Regions from separate parts of the Macaca mulatta genome. Here region 2 is linked to region 1. The links are chromatin contacts, called in public Hi-C maps. All regions are on one chromosome and are shown on one strand. Each heading gives the region's core, a stretch centred on a gene start, on an enhancer-like site or on the middle of the called end of the contact. The rest is flanking DNA. Distances are from core to core; before and after follow the strand shown.

Region 1 (7,108 bases), core at 1,378-3,877:
GAGGGGAAGGGGCTCACTTGGCCTGGCTGGGAGCCAGAGGTGGGGGCTGTGACAGTGGCAGTGGCTGGTCAGACAGCTCCCCAGAGATGTTGGTCAGGGGAACTGTGATTTCCTTCTCGTCCTCCTCGCTCTCACCCTGAAAGCTCCAAATTGCTGGTGCGCATATACTCTCATGTGTGAGACGCAGGTGGCGAGACAGGTTCCTAGGGGACAGTGTGGTTCTCTGTGAGCTGTCTGCTTGCTGAATTAGAACTTCCTGATTCTCAGGCTTGGGGTTCTCTTGTGATGGGGCAGAGGGAGGAAGGGCAGCTGGAGCTGGGGACAGGGAGAGGTGACCTTTCTCTTCCCTGTTGAGAAGGGAATGGAGGAGTCCAGGCCGTTCCTCTGGAAAAGGATTATGGAAAGACACTTGGGCTAGAATCTCTGAAGCACATGCTGGCCACTGGCTCCGAATTCTGGGGTAGCTAGTTACGGGGCTTGCAGCTGGACTTGCAGGAAAGATACAGGTGGTCACAAAGACTAAATGCTCCCACCACCCCCTTTATGGCCAAGGGCCCTCATTTCCTATCAGGGTACTGGGATGCAGCTTCTGAGCTGGTGTATCTGTATTCTAGCAAAGCATTTGCCAGCATCTCCTGTGGGAAACCTGGAGAGGACAGGAAGATGTGGGTCCAATTCATGCATTGGTACCTCATTATAAGGGGTGATTTCACACCTTAAAGAGCATGGTGAGAGGTCTGCACAGCACCCCAACAGGTGGGCACAGAAGCCTGAAAAGTTACCCTGGAGATGTAGTCTGGTCTCAAGTATCTCGATGAGATGTGTCCTTCAAGAGAGGGATTTGATTTATTCCTGTGGTCCCAGCTGGGACTTAGGTAGCTGGGAGAGGAGGAGGATGTGAACTAATACAGGTGGGTAGAAGTCATTTGAGCAGAACTTAAATTGTATCAAGAGCCTCCCAACTCCGCAACATGCTCTCGTGTGAGTTACTGAGTTCCCCATCACAGGGAGCATTTAAGCAGAGCCTAGAAAAGCGTGACTCTTACATTTGGATGATTTTCTGGATTCAAAGGTCTCTCCTAATTCTGACTGTGAAAATTCACACTAAAAGGGGAGGTCAAAGCGCAGCATTTGGGTGGGACGTGAGTAGAGCCACGCAGAGGACAGCAGGGTCACGGGGAGGCGGCGGGCAGCTTGCCGAGGCTAAGATCCTGGGGCCCTGGAGCTGCACAGATCAAGATCTGGTCATGTCTCCGCTGCTTTCTATCTGTGTGATCTTGGGAAGTTGCTCCAATTCTGAGCCTCACTTTTCTCTTCTGAGAAATGGGGAGGAGGGAGACAGGGAAGACAAGGCTGGCTTCCTCGGCATTCAACCTATGCAATCGCACAGGATGCTCTGCTGTTGCTGTATTGAAATTCTTTTTTTTTTTTTTCTTTTTGAGATAGAGTCTCGCTCTGTTGCCCAGGCTGGAGTTCTTAGCCCACTGCAACCTTCACTTTCTGGGCTCAGGTGATCCTCCTGCTTCAGCCTCCCGAGTAGCTGGGACTACAGGCACGTACCACCATGCCCAGCTAATTTTTGTGTTTTTAGTAGAGATGCAGTTTCACCATGTTGGCCAGGCTGGTCTCAAACTCCTGACCTCAAGTGATCTGCTCATCTCAACGTCCCAAAGTGTTGGGATTACAGGTGTGAGCCACCACGCCCGGCTGAAATTCTTAATAATTTTTAAACGAGGGGCTCTCCATTTTCACTTTGCACTAGGTGTAAATTATGCAGCTGACCCTGGGCAGGACTCTTTATGGCATGTGACAGTGACTCAACTGAAAGTGGCTAGAGCCAGCAGAAGGCTCAGCTGTATCCAGGTTCCCAAAGGCTGCTGCTGTCCCTCTCCACCCTTCAGCCCTGCCCTCCTCTGTTGGCTCCCTTCTCGGGCAGGCTGTCCCCCGTGGAGCCTGAGGGTAGCCCAGGTCCTCATCCTACCACATGGATGGAAAGAGGGCTAGGTGTGTGAGCGTGGATCTCAAGCCCATCTCTGAACCACTCACCGTGCCTGCGATGTGGATGGCACTGAGTGGCAGCCCAGGTCTTTTGCCTGCCTCTGGCATTGAGGGAGTGGGGCCTCCCCAGCTCCATGGAGAAATAGAAGGGTGGTTACACCCAAGCAGTGGGTTTCTGCAGGGCAGGCAGAAACAGTGGAGCGGTCCCTGGGTGGATGGAGGGAGATCATGAATGTCTGCTCCTGCTACCTCCATGTCCTTTTGGTCTCAGTAGCTACCTAGTTGCCAGGGTGACCTCCCTGTACTCCCAGCACAGGCCTCCTGAGCGTTGGGGTCCCAGGGCATCAGCTCCAAGCTGAACCAGCCCCTGTGGCCATGGTCCTCGTGGCCCAGGTGTGTCCCTCAACCACATTCTGGACTGAAAGATGTTGTGGTGTTTCCATGGAAACCACCTGTCTAGGTGGAAACCACCCAGCTTCCATCACCTTCTCGTTTCAGGGGGCCTGGGGGAGAAACAGGGAAGTCCAGGCTGCTGTGACAGCCACGCTGGGGTTTAAACAGAGCCTCAGTGCAACATGTCGTGAGGAAGCTGGGTGGGTGGGGAGGATGTGGGCGAGGCAGCTTTCTGCACAGATGCTTCTGGAGAACCCATCCTTTCCACACCATAGGGATCACCCACCCATTGGGGTTGAGAGGTGGACCTGAGATGTCAGATTGGCTGGCAGACAGCCCAGGCTATGTGACTCAGGCAAACCACTTAGCTTTTCTGGGCCCTGGTTAAAACTGGGTATGGCCATGTGGTTTAAATGCCAATAAAGCTTAATAGGTAAAAACCTGGGTTCTGAAATCAGCCAAGCCTGGGTACAAACGTCACTTCTTCCACATGTTGGCTGTGTGACCTTGGGCAAGTTAATTAACCTCTCTGAGTTTGTTTTCTATGTCTCTATAATGAGGGAATGGGGTGAATACCTAGGCCATAGGTCTGCTGTGAAGATTCAGTTGAGATAATACATTTAAAGTGCTTACCACAGCACCAGGTACATAACAAACATTTGATAAAAGTTAACTACTATTAGTGTTGTGATTAATTACTGACAAGAAAGCTTTGTAAATTGCAGAACTCTGTATAAGGTTTTTTTTTTTTTTTTTTTTTTTTTTTTTTTTTTTAAAGTATCATGCTGAGAGCTTTATTGAGAGAAGGGCAGGGAGCATCATCGGAGGCTGGTTTCTCAGCATTCTTTTTTTTTTTTTTTTGAGATAGAGTTTCACTCTGTCACCCAGGCTGGAGTGCAGTGGTGCAATCTCAGCTCAGTGCAAGCTCCACCTCCCGGGTTCAAGCCATTCTTCTGTCTCAGCCTCCCAAGTAGCTGGGACTACAGGCACTTGCCATCAAGCCCAGCTAATTTTTTGTAATTTTTTTTAGTAGAGATGGGGTTTCACCATGTTAGCCAGGATGGTCTCGATCTTCTGACCTCGTGATCCGCCCACCTCGGCCTCCCAAAGTGCTGGGATTACAGACATGAGCCACCATGCCCGGCCCCAGCATTAATTTAACCAAGAGTGAGGAGCCAGGGCTGCAGGTCCATCTGCAGGATATGAGTTTTCTGTTCATTCGAGGGCTGCCTGTGGGGAGCTGCAGGAAGCCCCACCCACAGGGTTCCCTGGGAGTCAGGCTCTAAAACCCCATCTAGAAGTACCTATCCCGTTTCTCCCAATTCTTCCTTCTCAGGAACCAAGGTGGGAAGGTGTGTGGCCTTCTCCTTTGCATCCCTGCCTTCTAGAGTCCCTCACCCTGGGGCTTCCCACTGCCATGACCAGCCCATCCATGCATGTGCCCTGGAAGGCCTCTGGGCAAGGTCCGTTTGAGAGGCGAGGTGGAGCCAGGCAGGGGCTGGCTCTCGGAGGCCCCCCTCCCACCCAGGTCTGCTTATTGCGGAGGGAGGCCCTGCCCTCAGCTGGCTCTGGGTTTGCCTCCCTTTGCACAACTGACTTATTTCAAAACCCCCCTTCTGCCTGCTTTGTACATGAGGGTTTTCTCTGTGGGGTTAGCCGAGAGCAGGTGCTGCTCTCCACCACAAGGAGAGTGACCCTCAATTCCTGAGCAGGGTGAGGATCAGCATAGGCAAGATGTAGATTTGGGCCAGGCGTGGGGTCTCAGGCCTGTAATCCCAACACATTGGGAGGCCGAGGTGGGTGGATCACTTGAGGTCAGGAGTTCGAGGCCAGCCGGGGCAACGTGGGAAGACCCTGTCTCCACTAAAAATACAAAAATGAGCCAGGCGTGGTGACACGCGCCTGTAGCTCCAGCTACCTGGGAGGCTGAAGTACGAGGATTGCTTAACTCCAGGAGGTAGAAGTTGCAGTGAGCTGAGATCCTGCCACTGCCCTCCAGCCTGGGTGACAGGGAGACCCTGTCTTTAAAAAAAAAAAAAAAAAAAAAAGATTTTTTTGGAGCTCTGGGGCAAGCAGCCAGGTGCCAGAAAAGCAACTGACCTCACACTCCGGCTGGCTGGCGCTGCTGGCTTAGGGCTTGGGAAGGGGTGAGGGAGGATCTTTTCTGTTTTGTTTTGTTTTGAGATGGACTCTTACTCTGTCACCCAGGCTGGAGTGCAGTGGTGCGATCTAGACTCTGCAACCTCCACCTCCTGGGTTCAAGCGATTCTCCTGCCTCGGCCTCCTGAGTAGCTGGGACTACGGGCACCCGCCACCATGCCTGCATAGAGGGAGGATCTTTTGATCACATAGTTGATGCCGAAGTCCCAGGTCCCCTAGTCTTGGGGCCCCCTCCAGGCATCTACCCTTGGGGACCCTGTTTGGAGAGGCTGCACTCTGGTCCTTGGAAGAAGGAAGCTGAGCTGGGCTCTCCTCCCTGTCCCTCCTTCTCCCTGCAGCTGCCCTGTGGGAGGCATAAGGATTCACCAAGAAGTTGCATGGGTCTGGCTGTGGTGCCTGGCAGACCGCAGTAGTTAGGTGTGCATTCAGCATTCACGTACCCTGCACACCTATTCTGTGCCAGGCTTGGCACTGGCCATGGGGGACCCTGTAGTGAGCGTGCCAGATGTGGTCCCTGCCCCTATGGAGCTGATGTGCTAGTGGAGAGAGATGATAAGCCCTGAAAACTAACAAGCATGTAACATCAGTGCTCTAAAGAAAAATACAGCATGCTTTCCCTTGTGGGATAAGGGAGGCCAGGGGAGGGGGGGTTGATTGGTGGGGGGAGGGGGAATGGGGAAGGGCTGATATTTTGTAGAGTGGTCTAGTAAGGCCTTTCTGAGGAGGTGGCATTGGAGCAGAGCCCTGAAGGAAGCAGAGGGTGAGCCATGTTAATGTCTGGGGGAAGAGCATTCCAGGCGGTGGGAACAGCAGGTGCAAAGGCCCTGAGGCAGGAGTGTGCCTGGCACAAAGACAGCTTGGAAATCCACACAGTTGAAGCAGAGGGAGCAAGAACAGAGGACACAAGGTCCAGGGAGGACAGACAAGTGGCATAGGGCCTCCTAGGCTGTTACGAGGACACTGATGATGGGAACTGCCTTGGTGGTGGGAGGCCCCTACAGGGTTCTCAGCAGTGACATGAGAATATTGATGTTTACAGGGCCAGGCTGCTGCCGATCGCAGAAGAGACAGTGGGGCAGGAGTGGTTGGCACTGCCTGCATCGGGCACCCTGGGAGCGCCAGGAAAGTGGTTGGAGCCATGAGCATGTCACAGGGTTGCTGAAGGGAAGAGGGGGGAGGCAGTTTAAGTAGCGGTGACCACAGGTGGGCACGGGTTTCAGGAAATCTGACCCTGACCTTTGTCCTGCAGCTGAAGCAGGAGATGGGCGGCATCGTGATGGAGCTCATTCGAGACTACAACAGCAGTCGCGAGGACAGCCTGCAGGACGCCTGGGACTACGTGCAGGCTCAGGTGAGGTGGGGCGTGGCTATGGGAGGCTCTTTCGCCTGGGTGGCCCTGAATTTGGGGCTCTGTGCACCCGCGTGTCTGGGACTGGCATCTGCAGTGCTCGTGTGTGCCTGACAGTTTGTAGGAGAGTGTGCTTCTATGGGGGCAGGGCACCCCAGTTAGCACCGCAGCTCCCTGCTCGGGGGCCCAGAGACTCAGAGACAGTTTCATAACTCGGTGCTCCCATTTGTGGCAGAGAGCACGGGGGCAGTTGTCAGCCCTCTTATCTCAAGCCACACTGGGGAGCGTTGGGAGCTCCACCCTGGGTTTTAGGAAACTGGATGCCAAGTAGCAGTGAGAAGTCCCAGTGGAGGCTGCCTCCGGGAGGGGCACTAGCTGGGGAGGTGTTGAGGGAACCTTCTAGGGTGAAAGGAGTATTCTAGCCAAATCTTGATACTGGTTTCACCAGTATGTGCACATACGTAAAAATGCACCAAGCTGAACGTGTGCCCATTAGTTCACGTGTATTAGACCTCCGTTACAGTGAGAGAGATGGATGGATGGGTGGATGGGTGGGTGGACGGATGGATGGACTGCCCGACTGACCAACAGATAGACTGACCAGGTTCCCAGCCTGTCTCCACAGTGATCCAGTGACCACCTGGCTCTCCTTTCTTGTGGTCCCGGATGCTGTGTGTGCCCTTGGCTGGAACCTGCCGTCTCTGATCTGTAATCCTGTGAGGGCGCAGGACACAGTGATCACGTAGGGCCTCAGGGGAGGTCCCTGAGGTGTTGACGCCTCAGGGGAGGGCTGTGGGGTATAAGGGGCATGGGCAGCAGGAGAAAGCCTGACTCTGGGGCACCAGGAGAGTTTGCAGATAGGACACTCCATCTAGGCGACGTGGACTTGGCCATCTTCTGAGCGGAGGAAGGGGAGAGCGATGTTCTCTGGCCCTGACATAGGAGATCAGGTGTGGGGGTCGTGGCAGCTGGAAGGCTTGGTTCACACAGGGAAATGTTTTGGTCGCCTATGTAGTTTGACCCACAATTGCTGAGACTTTGCTAATTTTAGCAAAGTCTTGATGTCACCAATGACATAAACCAGCGCCACCTGACAAGGGACCTGGGAGGAGAAGTGGGTCCCTTGGGAGGTGGTGAGCATCCTACCCTGGAAAGTCATTGGCTGGTTCTAGATGATTCCGATGCTGTCAGATGCTGCTTGGGCTGGCG
Region 2 (7,108 bases), core at 3,193-5,692, 48 kb before region 1:
TGGGGTGAGGGAATCTTCTGAGAGTCTGGGAATCCTATAGCCATACCTCTCTGAGGTCTTGCCATGCCACCATCTTCCCCACCTCCAAGTTGGCCATAGATATCTTCTCTCAAGGCTTTCTAGGGTGGTTCTTCTAAACCCTTTTCCCACCTCCAGAACTCCTGGCTCCACCTCTAGAATGGGCTAAAGAATTTCCAGAGGTGGAGTCTCTCACTAGAAGTGTCTGTGCTCTCTGCCTGGCAAAATGTCCAAGGTGAGTCATGACAAAGCCTGCCTTCTGCTGGAAGAGAGGAGATAGCAACAATGCTGAGGGAGCCAACCCCATGTGATATTTCAGTGAATGACTCTGCTATGATTTGAATGTACTGGAAACTGAATCCCCATATTCATATGTTGATGGTATTTGGGGGTAGGGCCTTTGGGAGGATTAGATAAGGTCATCAGGATAGGGCCCTCATGATGAGAACTGGTGGCTTTATAATAGGAGGAAGAGAGACCTGAGGTGGCATGCTCTTGCCCTCTCACCATGTGATGAGGCAGTAAGAAGGCTTTCACCAGATGTAGCCTCTCGACCTTGGACTTCCCGGGCTCCAGAACTACATGAAATAAAATTCTTTTATCAATTACCCAGCCTATGGTATTGTAGTATAGCAACAGAAAATGGACTAAGTTAGACTCAGATGCACATCTACTCAACAACTGTCCCTTAAGCTTCTGGACATGTGCTAGAAGCTGGGGAGACAAGGCCAAATGGCAGTGTCACCATAGACCTGGACAAGAGGGCACCTGTGGTCACCCAGAGCCCACACCTGACCTTGATCATGCTTTGGGTGTTTAAAAACCTAGACCACCTAATCCGCCCAAGCTGGTTTTTTTGTTTTGTTTTGTTGAGACAAGGTCTTGCTCTGTTGCCCAGCTGGAGTGCAGTGGTGCAATCTCAGCTTACTGCAACCTTCACCTCCCTGGCTCAAGCGATCCTCCCACCCCAGCCTCCTGAGTAACTGGGACCACAGGCGTCTGCCACCACGCCTAGCTAATTTTTGTAGTTTTTGTAGAGACAAGGTTTCATCCTGTTGCCCAGGCTGGTCTTGGCCCCTGAGCTCTTCAATCCTCCTGCCTCAGCCTCCCAAAGGGCTGGGATTTCAGGTGTGAGCCACTGTGCCCAGCCCCCCAGTCAGTTTAAGGTTTACAAAGCTGCCTGCCCAGGTCCATCCTCCTGAGGATACATCCTGTCCCTGGAGCGTGCACCCATAGAGAGGTAACCAAGAGGTGGCTCTAGGCAAGGCGTGTGGGCAGAGTTTGGGTATGTGGGCTGGAGTGTCCACATGCCTGAGTCCTAGGCCACTTGTGACATAGGACAGAGATGGGGTGGGAAAAGAAGTAGAGTGGGTGGGCTGAGGGCTAGGGCCAGGCTATCCTCCCGCACTGCCATGTTCTTGCATACAATTCTAAAGAGTCCAATAATTCTAAATTTGAACATGGTCTTCCTGGTCATTAGAAAGAACATTTGTCAAGGCAGGAAAATACACATTTTATTTCACAGTCTGTTAAATGTTTGGATACAAGGTATCTGGTCCTTGATTTGCACTCTTGGGCTTTCCGTGTTTGGGTAGGTCAGCATAACAGGACCAGTGCCCCAGGCCCTGCACTCCTACAGGGAGACACTCTTCTGTGGGGCTCAGACAATGACAGGGAGTATGGCAGAGATTCCAGAAGCTGCCTGAAGACTGCTCTCAATGTCACCACAGCTGCCTCTATCTCTAACCAGGAGTGGCAGGGCAGCAAGGGATAGCAGATGGGACTAATATGAGGGAATGTCTTCATGGGACAAGGGGACAGTGAGGGGATCCAGCTGTTTTGCCAATGGCCAGTCCCATCTGTCGTGCTGGAGCCCTATTAACTTCAGCAGGGATGGCACTAGGTTCAAGAGGCTGAAGGAGAGACCAGAGCCAGCAACTGGGACATGGGGGTTTATTGGGAAGCTTACACACAGGAATGGCAGGTGGCAGTGGGCTGGAAAGGAGAACTGTACAGTCCCATGGCAGGCTGGGCAAGAGAGCCACAACCGCTTACAAAAAGGATACAGTTTATACATCATTCTCACTTAGCACCCTCCCCCTAACAACCTCCACCTGATAACTTTCATTTGGCCCCAAAGAACCTTGAACCCCTGTACAGCCTGCATTCCACAGGATGGGCCAGGGTTCAAATGTTCCTCACAGATAAGGAATGAATCTCCAGGTTGGTCACTCCCGAGTTCCTTAGCTCAAAAGTCCAAACACACATTTGGGTGCATCTGCCATACAGGACCATTCTCAGGGTATGCTTAAGTCAAGTTATCACTGTCAGGAGCATCTGTCATACACCATCACAAACACCCCCACCTCGGAGGGACGGGGTGTGGAGTAGGGTGGAATAGGAGGATATTTTATGCCCATTTTGCATGGGCTGGGTAGGGTAGGGAATCTGAAACCCAGCCCAAGACAGAATGGCACAGTGGTTCTCAGAGTGTGGTCCCCGGACCAGCATCCACATCACCTAGGAGCTTGTTAGGATCTGAACCACTAGCAGGATAGAGGGTGTCTCTCTGCGGGTAGGACACGCTGCTGGGTTTAAAGGATTCCCCAGCCTCACTCCTCTGACTTGGTGTGGGAATTCTATGGAGACTTTTTGCTGAAAAAGAGAACATTTTCTGTGCATGTACGGCATTCAGATGGTGGGCCAAATACTTCATGAATGCTGTCACATGTAATCTTCAAGAGCCACCGTCAAGATCGGCATGATTGTTATGGCTCTTTTTATTATTATTCCCTGTTTAAGGGCTCATCCCAGAGAGGTTAAGTATCTTGCCTTGTCCTGGGGTTAAAAAGCAACCAGGAAGCTACCTAGGTCTGTGTGATTCTCAGACCACTCTAACTTCTTTACAATTTCTCAACAGTGGTTCATGCTTGAATGTGATTCAGAATCACCTGGAGGCCGTATTCAAACCAATTGTCCCACAGTTTTCCATTCAGTAGGTTGGGATAGGGCTTCAAAATCCACATTCCTAACAAGTTCCCAGATGATGTTGCTCCTGGTTCAAGGACCACGCTGTGAGAACTACACTGCTGGGCTGGGATCCAGCTCCCGCCCCTACTCCACCCAGACAAAGCGCTCATAATCATACCCTCCCACAATGGTGTGTTGTGAGATGCCAATGTGATAATGGAAGTGAAAGAGCTTCGTCAGCTGCCCAGATGAATGCCCCTGGTCATTAACCAGTTAATCTGCCTGAAGCTAGTCCCCCGGAGGCTGGGGGGGCGCAGAAGGCTGGGACACAGGGTGGGCACCGCAGCCATCTAGAGAATTCTTGCAGCGCACCTCAATTCTGGGTCACTTTTTTTTCAGGGAGAAAGCCAGCTTTGAGGGCTTAGGCCCGCAGTCCTTCCTGCCACTCTTCTCAACCCACACCTCCTCCCTCACCTCAGGCAGCTGCTGGGCACTGCCCCAGCACTGGCTGGCCTGGGCTACTTCCCCAGGGGCCAGTCCAGGCAAGCTGGGGCAGCTCAAGCCTGTGACTCAGGACCTGAGGCTGAATCCCGCTCACGCCCGCCTCCATGATATTCAGAGGCCGTGACTTCCCTTCTGTGAGCCTTAAACTGCACATTAGTAAAATAGGCGCAACGAGAGTACCCATGAGTTGTGGGAATTCAAGGACTAGAACTTTATACAGCGCTTGGCATAGAGCCTGGCCCCTGGCAAGGATTCAATCAATGGTAGTCAGTATTTTCAAAAAGTGCCTGGGCCCAGGCCGCCTCCTGATAGAGGCCCCGACTTGGAACACAAACCGCTCCCACGCCGTTCCCCGGCTGCACCCGGATACACCCGCCCTGGAATGCCAGCGTGGGGGCCCCAGGGCTACCCGCCCGGAGCTGAGAGGGGCAGGGCAGGCCAGGATTAGGAAGGCGCTGAGCCGGGGCTGGGGCGGGGAGGGGCGTGGCCTCACCCTACTAAGGCCGAGGGATGGGGTGGGCACGAAAGAGAAAGTGAAGGAGGCAGGGGCGCTGGGAGGGCCCGGGAGACCGGGAAGGACGAGGTAGGCGGGAGCTGGGCGGGACCGTTAGGCAGCGCCGTGAGTGGGCAGGGCTGGAGCGGCGCTGGCTTCATCCCCTGTGTAACCTGGGGGCGGGGCTGCCGGGATAGAAGAGAGAAGCCGTAGCGGGGCGGGGAGAGGGGCGGGGCCTCAACTCCAGCAGGGCCCGGCGGCGGGGCTGGTCGGGATAGGGCCATAGCGGGCGGGGCCTGGCCGGCGGGAGCGCACCGCCTTCTCAAAGGGCTCGGGGGCGGGGTCGGCGGAGGGGCGCCGAGGGGGCGTGTCCCCGGGGGGCGGGGCCTGCCGAGTCCGCGGCGTTCCCCGGCTGCAGCCAGGAGGGGGCCGAGGAGTGACTGAGCCCAGGGCTGCGCAGTCCGACACTGACTGGGGCACAAGCGGGCGACGCTGGGCCTGCAGCGCGGAGCAGAAAGCAGAACCAGCAGGTGAGCAAGGGGGCAGCAGGCCGGGGGAGCCTGCCCGACAACCAGAGGCAAAGTTAGTTTTGACCCCCGCTTCTGCGGTCCGTCTCGGACAGCTTTCCTCGGAACTAGTGACAGGTCGGGGCAGCTGGTGGGTGAAAAGGAGCTTTAGCCCCCAGTCCTGAACCCCCAGTTCTCACACTCGGGCTTGCACCAGCTGCGTGATCCTGGGTCCGTCCCTCCACCCGGCTCTGGACCTCCCAGGTTCCAGCAGGAGGAAGTGAACCAGATTAATTCTACGCGGCCGTTGCCCTTTCTCACTTAAAACGCCGGAAGGTGAGAGCTGGCAGGTGAGCACAGGCTGCAGGTCGCCACAGGTGTTCCCATCGCATTGCCCTCTGCAGTTTCTCTCCCTGCAAAATGGGACTAAGAGAAGCGAATTGCTTTAAAGAGTGCACTGGTTCCTCGGTTGGGGCTCGTAACCCATGAACTCTGGGGAACAGGAGGCCAAAGCAAGGAGGTTCCATTTCCCGCCTCACCTGCTTCCCACAATTTCTGACAGTTCAGCTGAGTCGGACCCCCTAAGACTTCAAGTTGGAAACGCAGTGGGGCTTTTCCAGGTGAGCTGGCCTGAGCAGGGGGTTGGAAACGGGAACAGTTCTTACACTGGTGACTGGGGAAGAGAAGAGAAAACGCCACCAATCCTTGCGCCCAGGGTCAAGCCCAGGGCCCCAGTGGCTCTTGCAGCATACCCAGGGTTAATTTCTCGGCTGACAGGTTCTGTTCCTGGTGGCCGTGGGTGCTCTGTGCTGGGCCCCAGTAGTGGGGCAGCCTAGTTCTGTGGTCAAGGGCCTGGGCTTTGGGATCAAACTGATTTGGATTCCATTCCCCCTCCAAACTTCAGTTTCCTCACCTGTAAAACAGGGATAATGGCAACATCCAATGGCAGGAGCAAGCACTAAATAGAATACTGTGTATACACTACTTAGCAAGGCGCCAGGAAACCAGTGAGACCTCCGTCCGTGACAGCTGCTTTGATGCGGATGGGCAGGTGATGGGCTTGCTTCCTATGCGGAATAAGCCTTTTTTTTTTTTTTTTTTTTGGAGAGATGGGGTTGGCTACAGCCCCTCCTGACCTTGTGAGAGCCAGAAATTGCCAACTGCTACCAACATCACTCTATTTAAGGGATGAGGACTGTCATCTGGAACAAAGAGTGGCTGAGTTTTCTGTAATGTTGCTTGAGGTTGGTGAGTGTTGAGTTAAATACGTCTAAAAATGTTTACTGAGCACCTACTATATGCTAGAGAGAGCTAGAGGTACAGAGGTGAACTAGCCAGACCTGACTTGCTGACAATGAGGGCTCCCCCATCCCTACCATGTCCCTGTAGAGAGGATCAGTCACACCCAGGGCTTATGACCAGATGAGATTTCATGGGTCTGTGCTGCCCTAGTGGCTGGAATCCAGCTATACCATTGCACACTTGGCTTGGGATGGAGGCGAGGGGCAATGTGGGCACCTGATATGTAAGCAGGGTTGGGCACCGAAGGACACTGAAGGTGCTGCATTATGTTGGCTCCCTGCATCTTCTGGGAGATAAGCTGTACAGTATGGAACAAACTGGAAAGTGCTGTGGGACAGAGATGGATTGGCGGCTGCGCTGTGTGCAGGAGACCGTGTGTGTATGTAGGGCAGGGGGAGGTGTTCAGAAGAGTGAGACACTTGAGAAGCCAGGGCAGGGGGTGGGGGTAAGGAGGCTTCCTGGAGGGGGTGAGACTTGAATAGGACTTTCTGCCTGGGCTCCTGGTCCTGGTTTGGCTTGGATCAACATGGGACCACAGTCTCTCCAAGCACTGAAGTGGCATAAACTGGAGTTTGGTATGGTGGGGAGGGAGAGGGTCTGGTAGGTGGTGCCTGAGGTAGGGAGGAGGAGACGTTCATTTCAACAGAGCCTACCTAGTGAGCCTTAAAAGAAAGCCCTCGCCATCACCACCTGCCCTTCCCACTGGATGAATGACAAGCAACCACATAAGGCTTGCACCCTCAGGTTGCTTACCATCCAGGAAGGGGCTTACACAAGAATACCAGTGACTCTGATGCAAGATAAATGAAAAAAGGATTAGAGGGATCTTCAGAGCCTTACAGACTGGGAAGATTTCGGCACCCAGAATGAAGATGGTGTCTTGGGGAGAGGAAAATGCCTAGGCAGAGGCAGGGAGGTCAACCTGTCCTGAGAAGTCTCAAGAAACTGCTAGGTTGCTCATTCTGGCTGAAGTTTGGGACTGTGCGGGGATACACAGTGGGACCAGTAGGTGGAATCAGCTTACAGAGGGCCTTGAATGCCAGGGTAAGAACTTTGGATCTGATTTGCAGAAAGTGGGAGCCACTGAAGGTTTCTGAGGAGAGGAGTGACACAACAGAGCAGCACTTTAGGAAAGTCAGTCTGTGCCAGATGTGCTGGGGTGGAGGATCCAGCAGTCAAGGAATAATGAACCAATGGCTGCAGTGACAGGGAAGAAGGGGTCTGGGTGGCTTTGGGGATGTCTGCAATTGGGAGTGAAGGAAGAGACACCAGTCATGGGGATAGCGAAGGCGCCACTGGAGGGGTGGAAGGGGAC

The links. A called contact is a pair of places that touch in the nucleus more often than the background predicts.
Region 2: a Hi-C map of blood shows a contact between it and region 1, with 5 times the contacts expected there. The contact joins the promoter of CD82 here to the enhancer-like site in region 1. A contact is called at or near these places in 9 of 14 Hi-C or Micro-C datasets (CD4 T cells, blood, cortical neurons and 4 more).

Annotation. Positions count from the first base shown.
Region 1 is chr14:20,977,215-20,984,322 of T2T-MMU8v2.0, reverse strand. CD82 (CD82 molecule) reads left to right here. Exons shown (of 10, transcript XM_077963082.1): 7 at 5,801-5,902. Among named protein-coding and RNA genes, the nearest start is that of CD82, 49 kb to the left of the region's middle. Within about 2 kb of position 2,627, at least 4 of the 40 cell types and tissues checked have an H3K27ac peak or open chromatin away from gene starts, as enhancers often do. A contact at or near this core is called in blood, where this site is marked.
Region 2 is chr14:21,026,974-21,034,081 of T2T-MMU8v2.0, reverse strand. CD82 (CD82 molecule) reads left to right here and starts at 4,442. Exons shown (of 10, transcript XM_077963082.1): 1 at 4,442-4,515; 2 at 5,054-5,111.